Linked DNA regions of Zea mays: region 2 is linked to region 1. A link is a contact called in public Hi-C data. All regions are on one chromosome and are shown on one strand. The core of a region is the stretch at or near the end of the contact, and the rest is flanking DNA. Distances in the headings are between cores, read along the strand shown. Region 1 holds the start of LOC100191685. Region 2 holds the start of LOC100275634.

What was found. A called contact is a pair of places that touch in the nucleus more often than the background predicts.
Region 2: a Hi-C map of ear shows a contact between it and region 1, with 1.7 times the contacts expected there. The contact joins the promoter of LOC100275634 here to the promoter of LOC100191685 in region 1. A contact is called at or near these places in 2 of 25 Hi-C or Micro-C datasets (ear and tassel).

Annotation. Positions count from the first base shown.
Region 1 is chr6:93,226,162-93,232,289 of Zm-B73-REFERENCE-NAM-5.0, reverse strand. It overlaps LOC100191685, which reads right to left and starts at 1,896. Exons shown (of 3, transcript NM_001367116.1): 1 at 1,337-1,896; 2 at 484-561; 3 at 104-362. The coding sequence starts at 1,669. The coding sequence ends at 288.
Region 2 is chr6:93,526,291-93,532,312 of Zm-B73-REFERENCE-NAM-5.0, reverse strand. It overlaps LOC100275634, which reads left to right and starts at 2,662. Exons shown (of 11, transcript NM_001374092.1): 1 at 2,662-3,106; 2 at 4,366-4,679; 3 at 4,777-4,884; 4 at 4,963-5,053; 5 at 5,348-5,441; 6 at 5,995-6,022. The coding sequence starts at 2,966.

The DNA of each region.
Region 1 (6,128 bases), core at 647-3,146:
ATATATATATATATATATATATATATATATATATATATATATATATATATATATATATATATATATATATATATATATATATATATATATATATATATAGGTCATAGCACATTGCCTAATTCATATATATGTCCCCTTGCCCCTGCTTCACACACCGACACACACTGGCACTGAAAAAATGCACACAGCACAAGTCCAACAACCATATTCCTTCTCGATCTTAACTTTGTACTGCTACTGCTACCACCAAATATATAAATCTATATATTTCATTTCCCTTCGCCCCTTCAGAATTGGGTGGATGAGGTTCTCCGAAGTGAGCTCTTGGTTGGGAGGACCAGTGCCGCTACCTCCCGTTTCAGCTGTCCATCCAGCACAAAAAAAAAAACCCCAACAACAACAGAGGAAAACAAGTGTTCATCAGCATTAAAGAAAAGAGCAATTAAGGGATGCATCATTTGGCATGCTTATATATATTAGCACCTCTTTGCACTGCTTCTTGAGCTTCAAGTTGTCATCCACTAGCCGGCGAACCTCTTTCTCCAGGTTCTCCACGTATGCCTGCAATATCCACACAGAGAGTAAAACTTAGCAATGAGTAACAATTAATCGAGATATAAACTAATTAACACATGGGCCTTTCGTTTTCAGGTCGTCGACCATGCTGCTGCTGGTTGGGATGTTGGTTTTCATTGACCTAGCAATGCAAAGTTCTGATCAAACTATGGTAGATTGTTTGGCCAGCTGATGTAGTTTGGTTCCCTAATAATTAGCTAGCTGATTAAAGCATATATAGCTGATTACATACTACATGTAACTATATTCTATATCAGTACGTAGTCGCTGATATGCATGTGTGATATTGATGAATCAATTCGTGCTTAGACTTCAGACTCTAGTTTGAGGGGCAGGTACAACTGAACTCATCGTCATGATCATTGATCAGCTAGCGTTAATAATTAGCTAACTATAGCTTCTGTTTGAGATTTTTCTACTGGGATGATAGAGCTAGCGATGGTGGCCATCATATATATATCCAAACAAAACATATATATATATATATATATATATATATATATATATATATATATATATATATATATATTTATATATCTTCGTGATAGTAGTAGGTAAATGCTTTAGTTTAGGCTTGGAAATAAGTGCTCTCCACCAGCTCCAAAAAATATATCTATAGTTTGAAACGAAGGATCGAGGCCGGGGTAGCATTCAAAAACGTACTGTATCCAAATACAAACGTACGATCTGTTTTGTATATATATACTTTATAGTACAGACCGACGTACATGTTTTTGTGTAGTGAGTTTACTATACTGACCCTCTTCCTGGCCCTGGAGCGGAGCGCGGACTCCCGGTTCCTCATCATCCTGATGCTCCTCCGATCGTCGCCGCTGGCCTGCTGCACCTCCATGTCGACCTCGTCGCCGACGAAGCCCGCGAGCGAGACGGGCGTGGAGGGCAGCGCGTGGCCGGCGGCGATGACGACGGCGGCGGCTCGGTCGTCGTCGTCGTCCTGCAGCGTGGAGATGGAGAAGAGGGAGCTGCACCCGCTCACGAAGCTCAGCTGCGGGCTGTCCGGCTCCCTCCTCCACGCCGCCGCCGCCGCCGCCGCGTGCACCGCCATCTGGTAGTGGTGGTAGTTGGCCGCCATGACGGGTAGCTAGTAAGGAGACGAGAGAGGGCCGGCCGGAGCACCAACAACACCAGCAAGCTAGGGCGCTTGGCTTGGATATATGTAATCGTAGTGGTGCTTCCTCTACTTTCTAGCTGCTGCTTGGATATATGCTGTGGTGCAGTGCAGTGCAGCTCAGCTAGCTTTGGCAGCACTGAGCTAGCTGCTGCTAATGCAATTGCTTTATATATATTTGCCGGCGCGCGCGCGCGGGCGGTGAGATATTTCATGGCCCTGCCCTGCTGTAGGAGGAGTTATATATATACACGGCGCAGCAGGCTGTGGCGACAGAGATGCTGATGCAAGCAGCGTGTGTCGTATTCGTATATGCATGATAGGCTAATAATAACGGATGATTGTTAATTAATTGGCATCTGCATAATCATGCATCATGTCTAGCTAGAGGGCTACGACGGAGGCAGTTGACTAACCCCACCACTACTTATTGGACGACTCCGAGTCTCCGACCCACTAGGAGATCGATCGATATGATACCAATGCAAGAATTTCCAGTGAACTGTCATCTGGGTAGGGCATCCCGGCCCTTTCTAGCTAATATAATAGCCGTGATATATTATCTGGAATGGACCTCTCGATCGCCGTCTTCCTTTTTCTTTCCCAATGCAAGATCGTTCCATGGCCTTTGTAGTTTAGCTGGTACGGGACAGTAGTACTTGCTGCTGTACGCCACACTATTACTCATTCAGAGTTCAGTTTTTAATTTTTTACAGCTATATATCGTCCTCTATAACAACTCGACGTTGACACAGAGATGAGTTTTAGTGTACTAGCTATAGCTAGCAGCTGTTGGTGCCTTTTTTGTCACCAAACACTATAATGAATCGCTTGGCGGTAATTGACACCTTTAGATGATGTAGGGTCAAATAAAGTGGTTATCCTAAATGTGGGGCAACACCTCTATGATGGTCACCACCTATTTAGGACCAAATAGCAACAAACCCTATGACCTTCTCGTGATGAGCAATACCTTGAGTTTGGCTCCGCGAGGTGAACAGTGGTGGCGGCCTACGACAGGTCGTCGGGTTGCCTGATAGTGCCCTCTGCGGCGGCGCGGGCAGTCCGTGGCCTTGGGCCGGACGGTCCACGACCTAGACGCAGGAGCGATGAATTCCCTGCGTCACACCGGACGGTCCGCAGCTCTAGGCCGGACGGTCCGCGACCTGGCGACAGGGTCGTCTTCCTCCTCCTTGCTGAAATCTAGATCTCGTGCCCTGGGAGAAAAAGATCTTAAGGTGCTTCGAGTCGACAGGTCACCCGGGGCGTCCTCAGACGACGTGGAGTTGCCTAGGAATTAAGAGATCAATTCGAGAAAGAGGTCTCGAATGGACAACTGATCTTGCCCCCCGGGAGGGGTGAGATCCTAGGGTCGTCTTGGGATCGGCAGGCCACCCAAGATGAATCTAGACGACGTAGAGTCGAATAGTGGTGGAGGTGGATATGCGGAAGGCTACAACTACAACTATGCTACATCTACTCTTAGGGCAGGAAAAGTAAATAAGGTAATTGTTTCGATTGGAATGTGTTCGGGGGTTCTCAATCGGCCGTACCCCTTTATATTTATAGGGGAGGAGGACTGGACCTTTTCCTAAGAGATAGCCAACAAACTCCCACATGATTAGATGAATAACCACGCACGAGATAAGGATAAACATCCAAGTTAATCTAATCTCGGGACACGCGGACCGTCTGCTCATTTTGGTGTCCAACATATGCCCCCTGTCTTTTGGTGGAGCTTGGCGAACCAAAGGCATCAGCGAAAACTTCGGAAACAATTGACTTCATGAGTTTTTGTTCCTGAAGTAAGGACTCAGCTCGATGCAAGTCATCGGCTCTTGCGATCAGATAATATAAATACTTGATGGAACTTTAATGCATAGAGGCCGTTTTGGATCGCATCCTCTTCGACCATGTCTACCTGATGAACCTGTCAATAGGCAAAAACTTGTGGTGCCCCCCCAGCCCAAATAAGCAAACTGATTGGGCCAGTAATACGAATTCGTCGCCGTACCACCCCACACATGAGCAGGACAACACATCGGCGATGGATAAAACGGGACGCACCATGCTATCCCCGGAGGAGGATGACAAGGCGATCTTGGTTGTGCTACCTTTTGGGTCCGTTTAGTCGGCTTTTGCTTTCGCACAGATCACCCTTTTGACTTTGTCTGCTTTATTGGCCAGTTGTGTGGAACGGCCTTCTTCGTATATTTGGCAAGCAACTGACCAAAAGTAGGGCCGACTCTACTGAGTCGTCCAGACGTCTTAGTAGTATTTTGTTTCCTAACACTTGTTTTGGAACCTTTTGGTCCAGTGGTCTGAGGTTGCTGCTTCTGACTATCTGCGGACCGTCCGACCATTATAGCCGGACCGTCCGCTCCTGTCTCGGACTGTTCGGCCTTAGTACCCGGATCGTTCGGCGTACGCAGGACAGGTGACCGTGATCGGGTGTCCGATCGTGCTTGGGTGGCCGATTATATTTATGCCGGCCTTCCGCACTAGGCGGATCACAGGTGACTTTTGGTGCTCCGGACGGTCCGACCTGCACAGTCGGACGGTCTGCGGGTGGATCGGATGGTCCGGTACTTTCCTCGGACTGTCCGGTCACGTCAGGCAACACCTATGACCCTTGTGGTGGGCTCTGTGTAACTCCAGACTGTCCGGCATAGGGTGCCGGACGGTCTGACGGAGGGCCGGACAGTCCGCGATTGTGTGCGGACGGTCCGACCGTGCTCAGGGTTGACTCACCATTTAGCGAAGATGGTGGTGATGGTCGTCCTGGATATGAGTCCATCAGCATACCAGAATATGGCTGGGGAAACTCATTTGTCGCCGATGTGTTTGGCGCAATTGTTTCAGCGCCTAACTTATGTGATAAAAAATTAGGCATATGAGTTTTTCATAATGCATGTGTCATCCTCTCTATATCCTTCGTGATACTTTTAATCCGATTATCAAAAGAAATTTTAATAGATGGAATATCATTGGCTGACCTAGCATCACCTATCGTGGGGAGCTGTTGTAGCACGGCTAACATATACTCGGCGTTTATCTCCCTCTCTTGGACAGTCTTCTAGTGGCAGTCTACCCTGAAGTGCGAGAGGTACCACTTATACGCCACCTTGAGCACCTGATCCTTTTGTCGGTGGGCCTCCTCGTCTATTTTCTTCATGCCATCTTCTAATATTTTATGCTCAACGGCCGATAAATTAGTCAGCCTTGTGTTGCTGTTTGGAGAAGCACCGTTGAGATCTTTAGAATCGGCCATGTAAGCCTGATTTTGTAGATTTGCAACTTCGTCCCCAGCAGAGTCGCCAAAAGTATGTTGGTGCCTTTTTGTCACCAAACACTATAATGAACTGCTTGACGATAATTGGCACCTTTAGATGATGTAGGGTCAAATAAAGTGGTTATCCTAAATGTGGGGCAATACTTCTATGATGGTCACCACCTATTTGGGACCAAATAGCAACGAACCCTATGACCTTCTCGTGATGAGCAATACCTTGAGTTCGGCTCCGCGAGGTGAACAGTGGTGGCGGCCTGCGACAGGTCGACGGGTTGCCTGATAGTGCCCTCTGCGGCGGCGCGGACAGTCCGTGGCCTTGGGTCGGATGGTCCGCGACCTGGACGTAGGAGCGGTGTCTTTCCTGTGTCACACCGGACGGTCCGCAGCTCTAGGCCGGACGGTTCGCGACCTGGCGACAGGGTCGTCTTCCTCCTCCTTGCTGAAATCTAGATCTCGTCTCCTGGGAGAAAAAGATTTTAAGGTGCTCCGGGTCGACAGGTCACTCGGGGCGTCCTCAGACGACGTGGAGTCGCCTAGGAATTAAGAGATCAATTCGAGGAAGAGGTCTCGAGTGGACAACTAGATCTTGCCCCTGGGAGGGGTGAGATCCTAGGGTCGTCTTGGGATCGACAGGCCACCCAAGATGGATCTAGACGACGTAGAGTCGAATAGTGGTGGAGGTGGATATGCGGAAGACTACAACTAGAATTATGCTACATCTACTCCTAGGGCAGGAAAAGTAAATAAGGTAATTGGTTCGATTGGAATGTGTTCGGGGTTTTCAATCGGCCGTACCCCTTTATATTTATAGGGGAGGAGGTCTGGACCTTTTTCTAAGAGGTAGCCAACAAACTTTCACGTGATTAGATGGATAACCACGCACGAGATAAGGATAAACATCTAAGTTAATCTAATCTCGGGACACGCGGACCGTTCGGGCCCAAGGGCCGGACCGTCGGCTCATTTTGGTGTCCAGCACTAGCATTAAAAACTTTTGAGGTTGAGTTGCTGTCTGACGACGACACTCCATTACTCCAACCTAGACGCCGACTGTAATCAACCCAAAAGCATGCATGCGTAGTTCTGAAACCAGACCTGCTGTATTAATCCGCGCGGCAGTTAACATACAAT
Region 2 (6,022 bases), core at 1,413-3,912, 300 kb before region 1:
CCATCCTAGCAACAGGCGTCCCCATCTCCATGAACAACATCGCCTGTCAATTTTGTCACCACATGCTGGATGCCGGCGTGCCCATCTCCAAGGACAACGCCAAATTTCATCACATCATCTCCGTTGATGACGTCTCCGTCCCCATGGACGACGCCACTAGGGGCAGCCACGACTCAACAATCACCAGCTCCATCGATGGGGGATTTGTGGACCAACATAAGGGCTGATCTCGCAAAGATGCAAGCCTCGCTTCGGATGGTTGAGCAGGGGCTGCTGCAAATCAAAACAACAGTGCAACATGAGCAAAAACAGTTGGCGTTATCCACACGGCTCCAGACGTCGACGGTTGTGGGCATACAGGCTGCTGCTCGTGGCTTCCTTGCATGATGGATAGTGCAAGAGATGCGTTGGCAGATGCTCAAGGCAGCCTTGGTGACGGTTGACCTCGGCACACGGAGGCGCGATCTCGCCCTGTCGGTCGGCCATCAGCAGCGGCACCGGACCACTATCTCCAAGTGCGAGCATGGTACGTGTTCCACTGGCGACGAACTTCAACTCTACGGCAGCGACGGTTGGAAATGCACTCCTCTCGTCATCGGCAAGGGCGCACTGTTTAGCGCCACCACATTCCACTACAGGGCGCCACGAGGGCGCCTCCGCTGGTTATTGTTGCGACCTATTCCAGGTGTTCGTGTATGTGCCCCCCTTTCGTCCAGATGGCATCCATGGGATACAGGTGGCTGCACACGTGCAAGTCCAATGCATGGAGTGTGTCTGTCTTATCTTATGGGGGTCAAAAAAATCAGAATCAGAATAATAAGATAAGCCTAGATGTAAAAGACTTGTCTTCTAGGTGTCTAGTTTTGTGTCAAGTAGACTCGATCTTTGAGCATCCATCATGCTGCAGCTCGATGACGAGCTGCTTGTCCAAGATGGGTAGTGTCAGGGCCCAAGAAGACCCACGAAGGGACTACAGCACCAGCAGTCATAGACCCTCCAAGTGGGGTTAGATAATGATAGTTAGAAATAAGATTAATTGAGATTATTTAGAAATGTTATCAGTTAGTTTGTTAATAGTTTTTATAATAGTTTTAAGGAGATAAGGATCTCTAGCTAGATATAGACGACTAACCGGCCTATTTACGTAATTCATTAGAAATAAAATAGACAAGAATTAGAAGTGAGAAACCCTCTTCTTACTCGGCCGTAGGCAAAGGCCCCCTGCCGACGTTCCTATCCATCTCCAATCTCTCACCGACCTAGCCAATTCATCCTCGGATGGATCCCTTTATACAATGACAAGCACAACAAAGTGTTCTTTTTAATCTTATTCGCTACCTTGGTATTTCTGTCACATGACCACCCTAGGATTTTTTTCCCTGTGTTGAATTGTGTAGCCGAAACGCAGACTGAATCCAATGCATAGAACTGACTGCGTGCTTTCAAGGCCTGAGTGACGACAAGAAAAGGAAACATCGCCTGTTTTGTTTTGTTAGCTTTAACCGCTAGGGGATGGGCCATCACTGACAGCAAGACAGCAAAAAAAAACCAATACAAAACAAAACACAAATGATGGGAGAGGACGAGGAGGCATCAGAGTCATGGAAGAGGAGCAACATGGCTAAGCCTCTGGGAGGCAGCTTCTGCATCTCAAGCAGGATGCACATGTCGTCATCTGCCTCAAGAAACTAAAATCTGATCCAAACATATAAATCTCTCACGAGACCTGGACGGGCGCTGCAGGTTAATTCCTAATCCATCGATTAAGGTGTGGGGTGGTGGGAGCGAAGCAGGCAGGCATCAGAGTCATGGAAGACGAGCAACACGGCGTGCCTCGTCACGGAGGCAGCAGCTTCTGCTTCGTAAGCATGTCGTCATCTGCCCCCAGCATGCCCCCGCACCAACCCAATCCAATCAATCAAATCAAATCCCGAGGAAGAACTGCAAACGAGGAAGAACTGCAACAACAAAAAAAACGCGCAAGTGGGCATGGATGGAACATGCGTGTTCTCTGAACAAGAAAACAGAAAAACATAAAGAAATTGTTGGCGGCGGCGGATCGGGAAGACGAGATGGCTACCCCCACCCGTGCGGTATTTATGGACAGATGGTGCTAGGGTTGGGTTGGGTGCCCTCGGCCGCCCTCCATTCTCCGCGATGACACCTGGACATATCTTGGCCGTCCGATCTATAGTGGCATAGGAGCGAGAGAATCGTGCGAAAATAGAGTAAGCAACCGATGTCGGATGCCCGTGCTGCTACAGTCAGAGTCAGCCTAATTTGATAGAAGTGCTGCTAAATACAGTTGTTTGCATCGACTACTACACGAGACGCGCACACACTGCACGCAACGCGTTGTTGCCTTGCCGTTGTTCTTCTCCTTTTTGCACAACGTCACAATGATCCGTCGTCGTTGCTTCCAGTTCCAGCAGAGGGGGTGTACGACTGCCACGTGCCGCATGCAGCACACGCCACGTGCTTCGTGGTGGTAAGCCACAGCGACGGATGACGCACGCAGCTGAATTAATTGCTTGACCGGACGAGCACGAGCACGATGATGGCGGGCGGGGCGTGGGACGGGAACAGAAAGACGGAAACGGAACGAGTCAGAGGTTGCCCAGTCCACGAAACAAAAAGCGACCCACCCCAAACCCAAACCAACCCTGCCGACTGCCGTCGTGTCGGCTCGCCAACGCCAATCCCACCAGGCCACCACCACGCCACGCACTGCGCCTCCCTCCCTTGCGTCCGCCTCTCACCCGCAACTTCAAACCCGCCGCCACCTCCGGGGACCAGCAACCCCAACTCCAGCGCTGGGGAGGAGCGACGACGAGCTGCCCGATTCCACCACCACCAGCAACTTGAGGAATAGCCTCCTGCCTCCTGCCTCCAGCAGAGCGCGTGTCCCTCCTGCCTGCCGGCTACATTCGCCCGACTCCGACTCCGCTGAGAAGCCAAGCCAGCCATGGGGTGCGTGTGCTCGAGGCACTTCCCGGAGGACGCGCCGGGCACGCTGGCGGCCGCCTACGACGCGCGCCGCGGGAGGTACGGCCCCGGGAACTTCGACTCCGGCGAGCTCGCCATCCCGCCGCCCCACTCCAACAAGGTACATCCCCATCCTGATCCCCTGCCCCCCGCCTCGTGCATGCTGCTGCGTTGCGTACGTGCCGCGGCTCTCGCTGCTTTTCGAGGTGCGGACAGCGGACGGTACTGCTGCTTCAAATTCAAGGTCACCTTGCTGCTGGGAGTTGGACACACCACCGATTTCCTAGCGAGACTCTCGCGGGCTCACCACAATCCTCGTCAGAGTTCCTATTTTCCGACCAACCGATTGATACGCGAACAAGGGCGTGCTCGCTATACGTACCATACAGATACAGATACATACAACAAGTCAAGCCAATAATTAGTAGAATACAAGCCTGCATGTCGGCATACATACAGTACTACAGTGTGAAGTCAAGCTTGGCGGCCCTTTTTCTTGCAAATCTCTCTCCCAGCCAGGGATAAGCGAAGCCGGTGCTTAATCTACATTCACGTTGCTGTCAGCAAAAGTCTGCCCTCTGGAACGGATGGTCAAGCCTGCGACTGCGACCCACAACGCGAAATTGTGTCTGACCGCTCTTCTGCTCTGTGCCGCTTTTGGAGTCGCCAAATCATACCATCTTACGTTCGGTTTTCCGGATTGTTTCCCTAATTTATATAAGTTTTGATCACCTGGAATCGGTCACCAGTGCATTCCTGGATAAACGAACAACTCTTCCGGAGGCACGAAGTTTCCAGTTTTTATTCGCAGCTAGGAGGGGTCGTTGCTCTCCTCCGAATGTGCAAGGAGTCTCTGTCAAACTACAAACCATGGCACGATGGACAAACACTAGTCGTGTTGCGTATTGCTGTCAGCATGTGTAGACAAAAACTGGGATAAGCAGCGGCTAAGTCATTGGGCATGACAGGAATCTCATAGCTAATGATATAAAAAACGAGGGCACAGTAAATTCAGAGAAGCAATCCAACAGCTTCCAAGGACTGGCATCTCCTTTCATATTTTGACCAAGCTCAGTCAAAGTTTCATGTTTCCATGATCTAGTTGCATGAACTTTCATTTTTTTAGTAGTGCTGTTTCATAAGTCATAACTTTTAACATTTCATACCAGAATAGCATTCTTAGAATATATAAACGTTGCTTTATATGTCACGAGCTCACCTAATGTCACCTAACTACAAACATTCTTTTCCTGATGTCATTTTGCACAATAGCTAGTTAGATTTCCATTTGTAGCTGACGAAGTAGAACTAAGAGATCATTACATGAGAGCATAGCGGTAGGTCTTTTCACATGAACTCTGACATACTAAGTTCTGCCAGGTATCAGACACAGGTACATTTCTGGGAAGAGCTAGCATTGCTGCCGTTGAAGTGTTAGACACGCTCGGGAGTAGCATGACAAGCTTGAATCCTGGCAGCGGCTTTCTCTCCGGAGGAACCAACCGGGGCAATAGAGCCTGTATTTTAGCATTTGAAGTCGCGAATACAATAGCTAAGGCTTCTAGTTTGTGGATGTCATGCTCTGATGAGAGTATAGAAGAGCTCAAGAAAGAAATTCTGCATTCAGATGGAGTGCAAGTATTGGTGTCCTCAAATACCATTGAGCTGTTGCATATTGCTGTCGTTGATAAAAGGTACAATTGTATGATTTGGACTTGCTCGAATACCTACCCTCAGTTGCTTTAGTCAAAACTGTGGCTGACATGGACTTGAAAAATGCAAATCGTACAGGGAAGAACTTGCCGTCTTTTCAAGAGAAGTAATACGATTTGGCAACCTCTGCAAAGATCCTATATGGCATAACTTGGGGCGATATTTCGACAAGTATGCCTCTGAAAAGTATGTTTTTTCATCTGAGGTGTTGCTATCTACACTCACATTAGCACTTCAGATTCTCTAAATTACTATGATATGCAGGTTAACGACAGATAATACACCCCAGGATCATTCAAAGGAGACTATGGAAGCTACTGTCCAGCAATTGATTAATTTGGCACAAAACACCTCTGTATGTATGCTGTAAAGAATTCTTATATGTTTGCTTTAGTGTCCTGATTTGTGTACTTATAGGTGCCTTTACATAAAATATTTATGTTTTTAGAGTCAAAAGGTAACACTGTTCTTGTACATTTCTGCTGTTTAATTTATGGAGTGTTCGCCGATTTCTAAAACTAAAATCATTGCATCATATACACAATAGCAATTTATAAACTACATTTTCAAGAATGGTTGTAGTATCAAGCTATTGTTGTCAATATCACAAGAACTCCAGAACTTATGCTTATTAAGTATGTAATTGCAGGAGCTATATCATGAATTGCATGCTCTGGACAGGTTTGAGCAGGATTTTAAAAAGAAATTTCATGAAGAGGAGCCTGTGCCAGCAGCTAGACGAGGTACAGTAAGACTGATGCCATTTTGGAGCAGTACCGATAGATTTTAGAGTGCATGCTTTAGGCCTTTTTCTCAATGACTATCTTGTATGGAAATAGCTTGTCTGGAACGCATGCTTTAGGCCTTTTTATCATTGACTGGCTTGTCTGGAAAAAAAACTTTCCATTGCGATATTTATTCCAAATGAACCAACTTGTGATAGCCAATTACAAATTGACTGGCTAACAAGCATGACAAGATTGAAAGGCAGAGCTCCACTTGGTTCAAAAAAAAAAGCATGACAAGCTGATGGGTAGGATTGACATGGTAACCAAGGAATCCACACTTCTTAGAAAATGAAGTACATGAACGTATGGGACTCCTAACCGTGTTCTTTTGGAGTGGTTCTTAAAATGTCTACGTATATACAATACAATCATTCTTTCACAGTACGTGCTGTTATTTTCTATAGCCCTTTTTGTTGTTATATCATTTTACACAAGCATGTAGGCATCTACAGATAAAACATGGGGGGTGGGGTGTAATTACATCTTATTTTTTTACCTTTTGTTGCAGAGAGTATAATGATATTGCATAGTGAACT